Regions from separate parts of the Sus scrofa genome. Here regions 2, 3 and 4 are each linked to region 1. Evidence: chromatin contacts called from public HiChIP or PLAC-seq and promoter capture Hi-C data. All regions are on one chromosome and are shown on one strand. The core of a region is the stretch at or near the end of the contact, and the rest is flanking DNA. Distances in the headings are between cores, read along the strand shown.

Region 1 (3,175 bases), core at 591-3,090:
TGTATCCCCAATATTTAACAGGGGGGCATACAGAAGTCACTCAAAAAAAAAAAATCCATTGAGTAAATGGTGACTACAGATATAAACAAGACAGTCTTTACTTTTAAGAGCTGCACAATCTATCAGGTATGGTAAATAAACTGCGGAAGGAAGGAAGAGGTAGAGAAACTCAGGAGAGGGGGATCTGAAAGGAATTCCATCTTGCCAGCCTGAGAAGAGGGGGACACAGCATTCTCTGCAAGGACCAGAGCTTAAACCACAGAACAAAAAAAATCCCACAAGTGTGTTATGCTGGCACAGGTTTGGCTAGAGTGGACCATGCCAAATAATAAGAGCCTTAAATGTTCCCAGAAGTTTAGGTTATCATCTGTAAACAAGGAGCATTACAGATTTTTAAGGAGGATGACAGCCAAATCTGTCTTAGAAAGATCACTCTGGGCAATGCAGCCCATAGATGGAAAGAGTGTGTGTGAGAGTGATTTCTAAGAGGCTATAGCAACAGCTATTTCAGATGAAAACGGTTTGCAGCTGGAACAGCCTCTTCCAAAGAAAAGAAACTTTCTCTGCTTTAGTACAAGCCCGGAGTAGAGAAAAAATTTTTTTCCAGAAAAATAGAAGTGTTACAGGTGCTAATATAGATAGCAGCCAGAAACTGGAGCTATACTTCCGTCACCACTTAGCTAGACCAACCAATAGCTACCGCTGACTTCATGAAGACTGTATTTCTAAAAGGATCCCTGGCAACACAGAGCACCATCGTCAAAAAGCTAGAATCCAATGGCTAATCCGAAAAACAAAACAAAACCAATCTTGCCTACCTATCCTTAAGAGGGCGACTTTGCCTCCTCTGCAAATATATTTGGTGGCACAAGAAAGAGCCACGCCACCAGCTGTCAAGGGTGTAAACAGCGCCATTTCTTCCACCATCCCAGGCTGTCCCAAGCGCTGAAGGAACCGGGCATTTAAATACCCCTACCAGCCATCGGTGTTTATTTTTGGAACAGATGCTGGGAAACCCACGGCATACAGGAGGGAAGATGGTCACCTGTATCGCACCACCGGAAGTCAATACCAAAACACAAAATCCAACGTGCAACCTTGAGGAGGAAGGCTCAGAGCGAAACAGTTTTCTATCATAGAAGTCCGAAAGTGAGCCCTGCTAGATATGTTGCCGCAGAAGTCGCACCTGGGGGTCAGGGGGTCGCCTGGCTTCTCTCGGGCGTCCCACCTGCCTACTTTGGCGCCCCACTCCGCAGGCCCCATGCCCAGGCAGAGAAGAGCGGTCGGCCCGGACGGGGAATTTTCCAAAGCGTCCAGGGGTGCCTGGTTCGGGCAAAGACCCCCGGGACGCCCGGGAGGTGCGAGGCGCGGGGGTCTGCCGGTCGGCAGCAAGGAGCAGTATCTCCCGGGTTACAACTGGGCCTCGCCGAGGCCTGGGAGAGAGAGCTTTCGGCGCTCCTCAGGCCTGCGCCCTGAACGGGAGGAAGACCTCGAGGCGGGGTCCTTTTCGCCTCCGGCCTTGTCCTGGCCCCCAGGTGGCTCTGCGGGATCAGGGCGGCCTTGGCGTCACCTTCTGGTTGACGCGGGGGTCCGGGTCCTGCCAGTGAGCCGGGCCTCGGTCCCTCCTACCTTACAGCCTTCTCCCCAACCCATGACCCCACCCCTGCCATGCGCATCGTTCCAGTACTTGATTAGGTCCCGGTAGTCCAAGAAGGATAAGATGAGAAGCAGGGGATCGGTGGGCAGCGATTCTAGGGTCAGCGGCGCCGACTCGGTCTCCATGGCCGCCATCTTGGCTGGCCCGGTACAGGCCTGGCCCCGCCTCGACTCCGCCCCTGACCCGCCCCCACCGCCACCGCCCAAACCACTCCCCGGCCGCTCGCACAGGTTTGTTATGCAACCAACAAAATAGCCCCGCCCATGGGGCGGGTCCTCGGAAGGTTCCGCCCGCCTTCCTGCTGGTCCAGCACCAGAGCGCAGCGGAGTCCTCTGCATTCCTACGCCGGCTCTCCAAGCTGCTGGAGCTCTGCCCTTTGCCCAGATGCTTGCCCTTGGGTCTCCTGGGTTCTCTCCTCCAATCCTGGTCTCTAAACTTGCCCAGCCCGGACCCCTTTGAGCCTTTATTGCCAAACCTGTCTGGGTCACTCCAGCTCCTCCGGCGAAATTTTACCTCCAATATCCTCGAAGCGTGGCCCCAAATGTCACAGTAAATTCTCTTCACCTTTGGCCCCCAAATCCACCGCTTTTCTTCGTTTTCCGACCTGGAAATCCCTATTTTCCCCCTACAGCCTACCTTGCGGGGCGTGTCCTTTGCACACAGCAGGAGACTTGTCTACCCGGTAGAGTTGGAAATCAACTAGGTACTGGGGGCGGGGTAGCATTCCGAACTAGAGCATTCACATTCATCTTTGAGGTCACAGTTTTAACCCCCTCCCCAAGTAAAAAGTGCACAGGGACTGAATCTGAGGATCGGTCCCTCTCAATTTGGTCCACACAGAAAAATTTCAGTCTATTAGAGCAATGCAAAGTGTAGAGTAAGTGTACTTTTTTTTAATTGAAGTATAGTCGATTTACAAGGTTGTGATAATTTCTGCTGTACAACAATGTGATTCGGTCATACATATACACATATCCATTCTCTTTCAGATTCTTTTCCCACATAGATGATCATGATCACAGAATACTGGGTAGAGTTCTCTTTGCTATACAGCAGGTCCAGGTTGGCCAATAATTCCATATACCTCAGTGTGCGTATGCCAATCCCCCAGTTCATCTTCCGCCCCAACACCTGTCTGCTTTGGAAACCATACGTTTTACAAAGTGTGTGAATCTGTTTCTGTTCTGAAATAAGTTCATTTGTATCCTTTCTCTTAGATTCCACATATAAGTGATATATGATGTTTGTCTTTCACCGTCTGATTAGCTTCACTTGGTTGATAATTTCTAGGTCCATCTATGTTGCTGCATTATTGCATTCTTTTTTAATGGCTGATGGATTTTTTTTTTAACCAAGACTTAATCTGACAGGTAAAAGGTATGAAAGGATGAGCTGAGACCCCAGTGGGTGTGACTGAGGCACAGTGATGGCCACTTTTCAGCTTAGACAAGGTGGTAGTAAAGTGGGGTGGGGGCAACACATCATGGATTATGAGCTTAAGAATGCATTACTTGAGTT
Region 2 (2,900 bases), core at 139-2,638, 620 kb before region 1:
TTTCACATGACAAAACATGAACCCAGAAAAAGGGTTAGTATACATAAAAAGATTTGACGTAATTTTTAAGACCTTGTGTTCTTGGGAATTCTAACAGCATGTAAAATGTAAACACTGTGAAATTTTCAGGACTGAAATTAGTCAACGAGCAAACACAAAAATTCAGTTTAGCCATACTTTCCCAATATAATAAAATTTAGTTATCCAGAATGTTGAATAGAAATGCTCCAATTCTGTCGCTATCTTGTCAACCTCCAAAAACAGCCCCCACATCATAAGCTGGCCTCTTGAAAACCGAAAACTTAAGTGTATTTTGTTGCTATGGCAATGCGAAATTTCAGGAAATTGAGACTCTGCATGCTAGCTAGCCTCCCTCCATTTTAAAACTATTTACCTAAACATACCAGACTTAAATCGAAAATAAACTGACATCTTCCATAAAGTATGTCTCCTCTTTCAAAATAAAAAGGCAATTCTCTCCTACAAAACTAAAGAGCAAAAGAAGAAAAATCATTTAACTAAAAACCTGAATCTTAAAATACTTAAAAGTCACAGTACTAAAACAGATGGCCAAAACAGACTTCTCGTTTCCGATTTATCAAATTCTACAACTACTTTTGCGGTTTGAAAATCCAAAATGAAATGTTGATAGAACAGAGAAAAGGGAGCAGGAGAAAGCCACAAAATTCCCAAATCTCAACACAGCCATGCTCTCTACTCCTAAACTACTTCCTTCTTCATTCGCTCTGCCAAGAATCTTATTTCCCTAGAGTTTCAACTCAAATTATTTCTCAAAATAGCGATTTACTTCTGGATATACCACAAAGGCGGTGAAGGAGACACTGTCAAGTTTTTCGAGAACAGCAAGAACACGTTAAAATAATCAATCCCTAATCCCTTAACACCAAATGGTATTAAAAGAAGAAATCTCACTGGGGTAGTCCCAGGACCAAAACGGGACGAAGCAGCTGCCCGGCTATTGTGTGAATCAAATATTTGTTCATATTAACGCCCAAGACAGAGAAGCCAAAAGAGTTTTAAATCTCAGCTCTTTCCCCATTCCCACCGTTCTTCGGTACCCGGTCCTGCGGGTTCATTAAACCCCTAATTCCTTCCTCAAGCGAACATGGCTGGAGTACTCGGACGAACACAGACGTGGAGAGAAAAGGTCGCCACGAGGCCCCACCACTCTCCTTCCTCACCTGCTCCGTGGCTCCGTCTCCTGACATGGCCTCAGTCGATTAGAACGTGCGAACTGGCCCGCGATGCCAAGCTAGAAAAGAAAAATTAAACAAAAAACCTCCCCCAAGCCAGAAAAGTTGCCCCCTGCCCTGCGGAGCCAGACCGCCAACACGAATCGCCACCGCCCACTCAGATATGAATTAAAATGGCTGCGTCCCTGCCGGCCGAAGAAGGAGGTGTGGCTTCCCGCATTAACTTCCGGGGCAGTGGGCGGAGTTAAGAGCGAAACTCCCTGGTTACTCAATCGCGCAGAAGCAGGAAGATGCCAGGGGCGGGCCCAATGCGTGTACTGACGTCAAGGCCCGGGGTTGGAGAGGCTGTTGCTGAGCTGGCTGCAACCGGCTAGGAGGCGGGAAACTGTTTCTCCGGGAAGTTCGCGCGCCTTTTGGAATTTAATTATCATGCTGAGGAGCTGGACTCTCCTCTCTTGAAGATTGCCAATCAATTCAATTCAAGCAAACTGGCCATTTTAGGGAGCAAAGCTAAGTGTTAAATGGCTCCTATGTTTTGGAAATAGGAATCCATGAAGTTTTCTATGGTCTCAGCTAATGCTTTTCACACTTTGGGGGTATGAGAGTGACTGATCGAGAGCATTAATATTTATACCGTCACTGGTTACTGTTGTGTCTAAGGCTTGTTATGTCCGTAAGGCATGGGTTTTAAGCTCCGCATCCCATCATAGTTCTGGAGCCAGACTGCATTCTTTTGAATCCTGGCTTATCTCTCTCTAGTGGGTAACCTTGGGCAGTTTAACATCTCTGTGCCTCAGATTCTTTGCCTATAAATAGAAATAACAATAGTACCTGCAGTTTAAATAAGTTATACATGGAAAAGTACTTGGCACAGTACCTGACATAGTCAAAAACAAGTGCAACTAAGTCTCAAAACTCTTTTCCAATCAAGGATCATCACAAGACTTCTTCCACCCTCTGTCTACAGTGGCCTATGGCCCAAAGTAAACAAACCTTTCCCTTACACTCTTTACTCTTTTCAGTGTCCCATGCCTCTGCTCCTATTTCCACCTCTGCCCTTTTCACAGCCTAAATTCTTATCCTTCCAAGTAATCAGACACATGAGCAGAAGATGTATAGTGGAGATGTTTTTTACACCATCCAACAATAGAAGACTAGATAAACATGACAATTCCATCCTTGACCGCATGCTCTGTAGTTCCCTTGTCCTATGTTCCAAGACTCCTAGTGGATGCCTGAAACGGAATAGTATCAAACCTTATATATACTGTTTTTTCCTGTACATACATACCCATGATAAAGTGCAATTTATAAATTCTGAACACTAAGAGATTAACAATAATTAAAAAGCGATTGTAGGGAATTCCTGTCCGTGGCTTATTGGTAATGATCTCCACTAGTATCCATAAGGACGCGGGTTTGATCCCTGACCTCACTTAGAGGATGGGAGATCCGGCGTTGCTGTGAGCTGTGGTATGTCACAGACATGGCTCAGATCCTGAGTTGCTGTGCCTGTGGCATAGGCCGGCAAATGTAGCTCTGATTCAGCCTCTAGCCTGGGAACCTCCATGTGCCTTGGGTGCGGCCCTACAACGAAAAAAAAAAAAAAAAAAAAAAATTGCTATAAAAGTTATGTGAATGTAGAGTTCCCGTCGTGGGGCAGCTGAAACAAATCCGACTAGGAAC
Region 3 (2,936 bases), core at 380-2,879, 540 kb before region 1:
CTAGCAACATTTGCTAAGGACTTAGTATAAATCAGTGTGTTGGGGACTCACAATACAATGATAAAAACAAATTTTTTTTTTTTTTTTTGGTACAGGATCTCCTCCTGGAACTTGCGGTATATATAGTGCCAATGCCAAGGATAGAAAGTTAAAAAAAAAAAAATCCTTCGCCCTTTTCAGCTTCCTGCATATATGTAGCAGTGCCTTATGAGAATGGAAGCTTCCCATTAGAGGTGACCCAGATAAATGTTTTGCAAAAATTCTGAAGGTTTGAAGTTCTAGTTGAATATTTTCCTTGTTTCACTTACAGATTTTTCTATTATTGTCACTTTCTTCTTTGAGTCATGTTTTTATCCTTTTTTTGGTTCTTTTAACTATTGCTTTTTAAACAAGTCAGAAGTAACTAAATACTAAGTAAAAAGGAATGGCTAACATGCTGCTATCTCTCTGAGAGACAGACAGTTTTGTTTTTCTGTTTTGGCAAACTTTACAACTGGTTATCCTCCCTAAGTTGAAAACAACCTTCTTTTGAAAATGCTACTTCCAACTGCTTCAAGGCATACTATCCGTTTCCCTTAAAGGCATCCTTCAAAATACTCTTCTCCCAGCTTGCAAAGCAGCCCGGAGTCAAGGTGTAGAATTAAATACGCAGCAATTTGCCACGCCTTTTGCCCTGCCTCTACGGCTATAGAAAGTGTCTGGGGACTAATACCTGCGCAGTAGAGGCAAGCCTAATGAAGATTTTCTAAGAAACTAAGAGAGGGCACTTCCATTCCTCAGAGAAAGGTGTTCCCAAAACGTTAAACATTAATTCAGGACAGAAAGGAAGAGAAAAAAGGTATATTTAAAAAGATCAACTATGAATGATAAATATTTAGAAGGTCAGTTGTTTCCTAGGGAAAAGAAGTGCAGACCAGGGCTTGGCTATATAACCTTGGACAAGTCACCTGAAGTTTGATTCCGCGCCCTACTTTGGACCGAGGATCTCTATGGTTCTTTCATCCCTAAGATTCTATGGTTCTATGATTCCGTTGTTTGAGATGGGCCATTCTGTTGATTTCCTCGTTTCCAGGAGGGAGCTAACTAGTTAGTCTCTGGGAGTGGGACTGACTACCTTGATGGAGAATTACCAACGCAGAGGTGAGTGAACTTCATATGTATGTACGAGGGTTTGGAGTTCGAACCGTTGACCCTTTGGGATGGGCGAGCGGGTAGGACTTATTTTCGACTGGAATTGTTCACTGTATACATTTCCCCTTTCTTTATTATTAAACCTTTAAAAAAAAAGGAAAAAAACCGCCAAGAAACAGACCCTAAAGGGGTAGAAGGGGGAAACTATGATTACGGGATTTCGAAAGGCCTGTAAAATCCTGCTTCCGCATTTTCATCCTTTCTTTGGTGGTTAGGATCGTTCAAAAAATACACATATTTGGTGGAGCGGGCCCAAGAGTGAGATTCAGAACAGAAGAGGGGGCGTTGGCGGAGGCTGCTTTTGCTGGCGCGCTGGCGTGAGGGAGCTGCGGGTCGGACCCACGCCGGCCGCCAGGCGGGCTCGAAGCTACAAGGGCGCGGCTGCGGGCGGGCGGGCCCCTGGGAGGGGCTTCGCGGAGGCGCCGCGGCCCGAGCCGAGCTGGGCCGCCCGGGCTCCGCACGCAGAGCGGCCGGGCGGGCGGTGGCGCTGCGGAGGCGGCGACCGAGGCCGGCGGGCGCAGAGGAGGGGCCCGAGACTGGGGCGGCCGGCGGCAGCCGCCTCCGTGACGACTGCCGGCAGCGCGGCGACCTGAGGATACCGAGCCGCGGGCCCCGCCGTCGCCGCCGCTCCCAGCTGTCTTCCTTCTCCTCGCCTGGCGTCAGGAATGGGCCTCAACCGCCGCGGGCCCCGCACCCCGCGCCGCCCGTAGGCCCCAGCAGTCGGAGGCCGGCCGGCCGGCCTCTGACCACCCCTCGCCCCAGCCGAGCCATCCCCACCCCATCTCCCTGGGAAAGAAGATGAGGGAGACGGGCCCGGCGCTCAGCAGCCAGAGCAGCAGCAGCAGCGGTCGGGGGAGGGTGTTTCGCCGTTTCTTCTTAGCCGCCAGGACAAGATGGCAGCGGCCGCGGAGAGGGGCTGAGCCCGGGCTGGGTGGTGCCGCCTGCTGAAGCGCCTGGCTCCCTGTCCCCGGCACGGCCCCGCACCCACCTCGGACATGCTCAGGGCTGCGGCCGCCCGACGAGGGGAGAGCGCAGGCCTCTAGGAAGGTAAGGGAACAGGGCGGGGGGCGTCCCATCCTGGGTTAGGGGCGGGGGAACTGGCTTCATTGGCCGCGCGTGCGGTCAAGGGGCCAGCGGACCTCTCCTCGGACCCCCGCCGGGCCCGGCATCCCCTGAGCGGCCCGCACCGGGCGCGCGAACTGCACCCCATCCGCGTTCTCCGCGCGCTCGTGCTCCGCGTGCTCGTGCTCCGCGTTTCCGCCCCGGCCCTCGCGGGGTGGCGGGTCCAGGCGTCTCCCTCGAGGCCCGGGCGCCCCCCCTGCGAGGCCGCGGACGCGGGGCCGCGCGTGGTTCCTGCGTGCGGTGGCGCAGCCTCCGGGAAGCTGCGCTTGGGCTGGGCCAGGCCGGGCGGCCCCCCGCCGCCCCCTGCCAGGGTTGCGCAACGGCTCTTCCCAGCAACCGAAGTTTTGTTTAGTCCCACTGGGGGCCTCTTCCCTCACCGTAGCCTGGGCCGTCACTACGGAGACCTCTTGTCTTTCATTAAGGGGAACGAACACAAACACACGCACGCACGCAACTTGAGCGCCGCGGTCGATGGCTGCGTCCCGGGCTTTGTGGCCCAGTCCCCGGCGTCGCCGAGCGGCGGGTTTGGAGGGTGTCCACTCCGGGGACGTGAGTGCGTGTGATTGTTGGGGAGGAGAAATGTGATCCGTCGCTCCGCGTCCCCCGCCGCGGCCGGAGGAAGG
Region 4 (3,089 bases), core at 107-2,606, 900 kb before region 1:
CCCCAGGACCAGACTCCAAGCATCACAGGTGCCGAAAGATTTACAAAAAGGGATGAATAGGAACAAAAGGATGTAGGCGCCAGGAGGAAAACAGAATCTCCCTGAACAAAATTAATCTCAGAAGGAACAGTAGACCCAATACCAGGTATTACCCAAGTTTAAACTGCTTTTTAAATGGTGATCAGAGATAATGTATCAATTTTATTAGGTATTCTACTATGCCTGATTTGCTTGAACCTTTGTTAGGCTTATCTTGAGGGAAAGAATTCTGTGCTAAATACATGAAGAGGTGTTAAATGCGTATTGAATTTTTAAGGGTGGTGGTCAAACTTTACTGTCATTTTTAACTTTTACTTTATGCCTTCGGGACCAAACGACGATTTCTGTGACCCCCAAGTTTCACTACTCATGAGTTACTAGAAGAAACACAACTCTGACATACAATAGAAGAACCGCAAATAATGGTTAGTTTACCCGCCATCAAACAGCTTGGAGATCAGATAGGAAATGTCTGTGTAGAGTCCTGCTGAAGTTCTAAGTCTCAAACAAAAAAACTCCAACACAAAGTGTGCCCAGTGAGTTTAACTTTATCGCAATTAAAGTCATCCAGATGGTGACTGTATTAATCAATGAAGAGGCTGTATTTATCTTCAGATAGAAGATTCTGAAATCCAGAATGAGAAAATCCCCAAGGTGGGGGTGGGGACAGTTAATAAGAGCCCCTGGGAAAGGTCCTTTCAACGAGGATTGGAAAATAATACGTTTGAATTTGAATCTCTTGAATATAAATCTCCCCTAACAGCAGGAAAAGGGTCCTCCAGCCCGGCAAGCTTTGGGCAGGAAGGGAGTAAACGGAACTGTAAAACAGCCCGCTCAGCTGTTTCTGGTTTAGGACCAAGCGCAGAGAAAAGAATCGCGATGTGGGAACTGAGTTATTTGAATCACTGAAAATAACTCGAAGGGTCAAATAACGAACTCCAGGCAAAGCGTTGACAAGCCTCTCCTTTGCAGCACCCTGCGCTGGTTTCCGCTCAATTTCCCCTCCCTCGCGCAGGGCGAGCAGCAGGCACAGCCCCTTCCCACGCGGGGCGCGGCGAGCGCGGACAGCTCCCCTCGAAGCAGCGGAAGGCTGGAAGTCCGCGGCCCGTGGGCTACGGCTGCCAGGCGACCCGCCGGGTTCCTGGACCCGGCCGGGCCGGACAGGCCTCAAGCCTTCACCGCCCCAGCTGGCCTTCCAGAGACTGCCGGTGGCGGTAGAGGCCTCGCGGGCCGCCCGCCTGGCCCGCGAGCCGCGAGCGCGGGGCGCTGAGGGGAGGCGGGGCGAGGTCGCGGGGCGGAGGGGGGGGCGGGAGGTGCATCCTGGGAAATCCACCAACATGGGGCGCAGCGACCGCCGCCGCCGCCGCTGCCGCGGTGAGTCCCGGCCGCGGATGCCGCCGTTTCCCTGACGCCCAGCTGGGGCCTCGTCGCGCGCCGCCGCCCGGGTTCCCCCAGCACAGACTGGCCAACGCGCCCTTCGCCTGTGCGCCCGCCGAGGCCATGTGAGGGGCAGCCCCCTCCGCCGCCGCCTCCTCCACCTCCTCTTCCTCCCCCGCCCCCTCCCTCCCCTCCCGCCCCCCTCTCACTGGGCCCTGGAGAAGCCCCCACTGCTGCCCGCCCTCCCTACGCAACCCCCACGATGGACAGGAACTACGCGACCTCCGGCTTCGCCGACCCGCCGCCGCCGCCGCCCGCGCCCCCCGCTGCCCCCGCCAGCGCCGCCGCACAACCCCCTGCCCCCGCCTGGGCCTACGAACCCAGAGCCGCGGCCGCCGCCGCCAGCAGCAGCTGCAGCAGCGGCAGCAGCCCCAGCCTCAAGGCCAGGTAGGGAGGGTGGGCGGCGGGGTCATGGTGGGCCAGGAAAGGCCAGGGATGCGTTTGGGGCCTTCGTCCCCTGTGCAGCACCGCCCAGGGGTCCGGCCTGGCGGGGAGCCCTCCGCTCGTCTCCTCGCCCTCGCCCCAGCCGGGAGATGCGGCTGATGACTCCTATAGGGTGGTGGATGGGGGCGACCAGTACTGGATTCACAGCTGCGGCTGGCCGGGGACCGTGGGTAGAAGGGAGGGTTGGGCGGGAGTCATGGGTCCCCGTCACCTCCTGGGTTCTGGGCTCTCACATGGTGAAGTTTGGGTTTGTGGCTGAACTCGGTGATCAGAGAGACCCGGGACTGGCTCCGGGGAGCAGAGGGGGGCGCCGAGGAGTTCGGTGCAGTGACATTCCATTGTATTGAAACTAACAATGTGGTCTTGGGGGCCCCAGCGGTGAGTGTGAGGGTGGGGGAGGCGGGAGAGGAAGAGGCGCGGAGCCACGTCCCTGACATTGGGGAACCCAGGAGGCTAGGCTTTGGGAGAATCCCCGGGGCGTGGGGCCTGGGAGGGGGCCCGGTGGGGCATGAACGCTGCGCCGGGGCTGGGTGACATATGTTTGCAGCGGTGGCCAAGATTAAGCTATTTCTCTTTCATGCGTTCAAAGTTACTCTTGGGTTTCCCCCTCTTTTAACAACAGCAGGAAGTAAGGGATCTCTCTTTGCCTTCTATGTATTGGGGTGACTAAGAGTTGGGAAGAAATTGAAGATGAGGGGGTTGGTCAGTGAAGGCCATAAACGTTGAAGAACAGAAGCATGCTTTTCCTTCTCGGTTTCTGAAGCCCCGTTTCATTATGTAGCGTGGGGTTCAAGAGTTCATCTTTGCTCCTGCATGACCAAGGGAATCTAAAATGTTGACTGTTACCAGAAATTTAAGCTCGCGGGAAATGTATGGTAGTGCCACACCGTGAAACGGTCCATTTGAATGATAACTCGAAGGCGTGGTTTGGTTTGGACGATTCGGGAGCGGGGTGTTTTAAAGCCACCTCTGCCGAACAATGCAGAATCTGGTAGGTGCAGCTTCTGATTACAAGGACCGGGGAATCCTGGGTTGCTAATGACTTCATCCTCAGCTACCAACCGGAAGCTTCTTGGCTTTATGATCTCATCAGATATCTTTATTATTGTCACGATAGAAGTGAACTTTTTTTTTTTTTTTTACCTTATACATCACAGTATACTAGATTA

Evidence for each region. Promoter capture Hi-C pulls out the DNA fragments that hold promoters and counts their contacts. HiChIP or PLAC-seq counts read pairs in DNA pulled down with a chosen protein or histone mark.
Region 2: a promoter capture Hi-C map of fetal liver shows a contact between it and region 1, with 5 times the contacts expected there. The contact joins the promoter of CSTF3 here to the promoter of FBXO3 in region 1. A contact is called at or near these places in 2 of 5 promoter capture datasets (fetal liver and liver), 2 of 47 Hi-C or Micro-C datasets (embryonic fibroblasts and skeletal muscle) and 2 of 2 datasets of contacts at active chromatin or transcription factors (alveolar macrophages and skeletal muscle).
Region 3: a promoter capture Hi-C map of fetal liver shows a contact between it and region 1, with 4 times the contacts expected there. The contact joins the promoter of HIPK3 here to the promoter of FBXO3 in region 1. A contact is called at or near these places in 1 of 5 promoter capture datasets (fetal liver) and 1 of 2 datasets of contacts at active chromatin or transcription factors (alveolar macrophages).
Region 4: an H3K27ac HiChIP or PLAC-seq map of skeletal muscle shows a contact between it and region 1, with 4 times the contacts expected there. The contact joins the promoter of QSER1 here to the promoter of FBXO3 in region 1. A contact is called at or near these places in 2 of 2 datasets of contacts at active chromatin or transcription factors (alveolar macrophages and skeletal muscle).

Annotation. Positions count from the first base shown.
Region 1 is chr2:27,145,072-27,148,246 of Sscrofa11.1, reverse strand. It overlaps FBXO3 (F-box only protein 3), which reads right to left and starts at 1,840. Exons shown (of 11, transcript XM_003480711.4): 1 at 1,688-1,840. The coding sequence starts at 1,791.
Region 2 is chr2:27,767,945-27,770,844 of Sscrofa11.1, reverse strand. It overlaps CSTF3 (cleavage stimulation factor, 3' pre-RNA, subunit 3, 77kDa), which reads right to left and starts at 1,388. Exons shown (of 22, transcript NM_001267844.1): 1 at 1,203-1,388. The coding sequence starts at 1,229.
Region 3 is chr2:27,684,619-27,687,554 of Sscrofa11.1, reverse strand. It overlaps HIPK3 (homeodomain-interacting protein kinase 3), which reads left to right and starts at 1,629. Exons shown (of 16, transcript XM_021083205.1): 1 at 1,629-2,238.
Region 4 is chr2:28,041,754-28,044,842 of Sscrofa11.1, reverse strand. QSER1 (glutamine and serine-rich protein 1) reads left to right here and starts at 1,356. Exons shown (of 13, transcript XM_021083212.1): 1 at 1,356-1,413.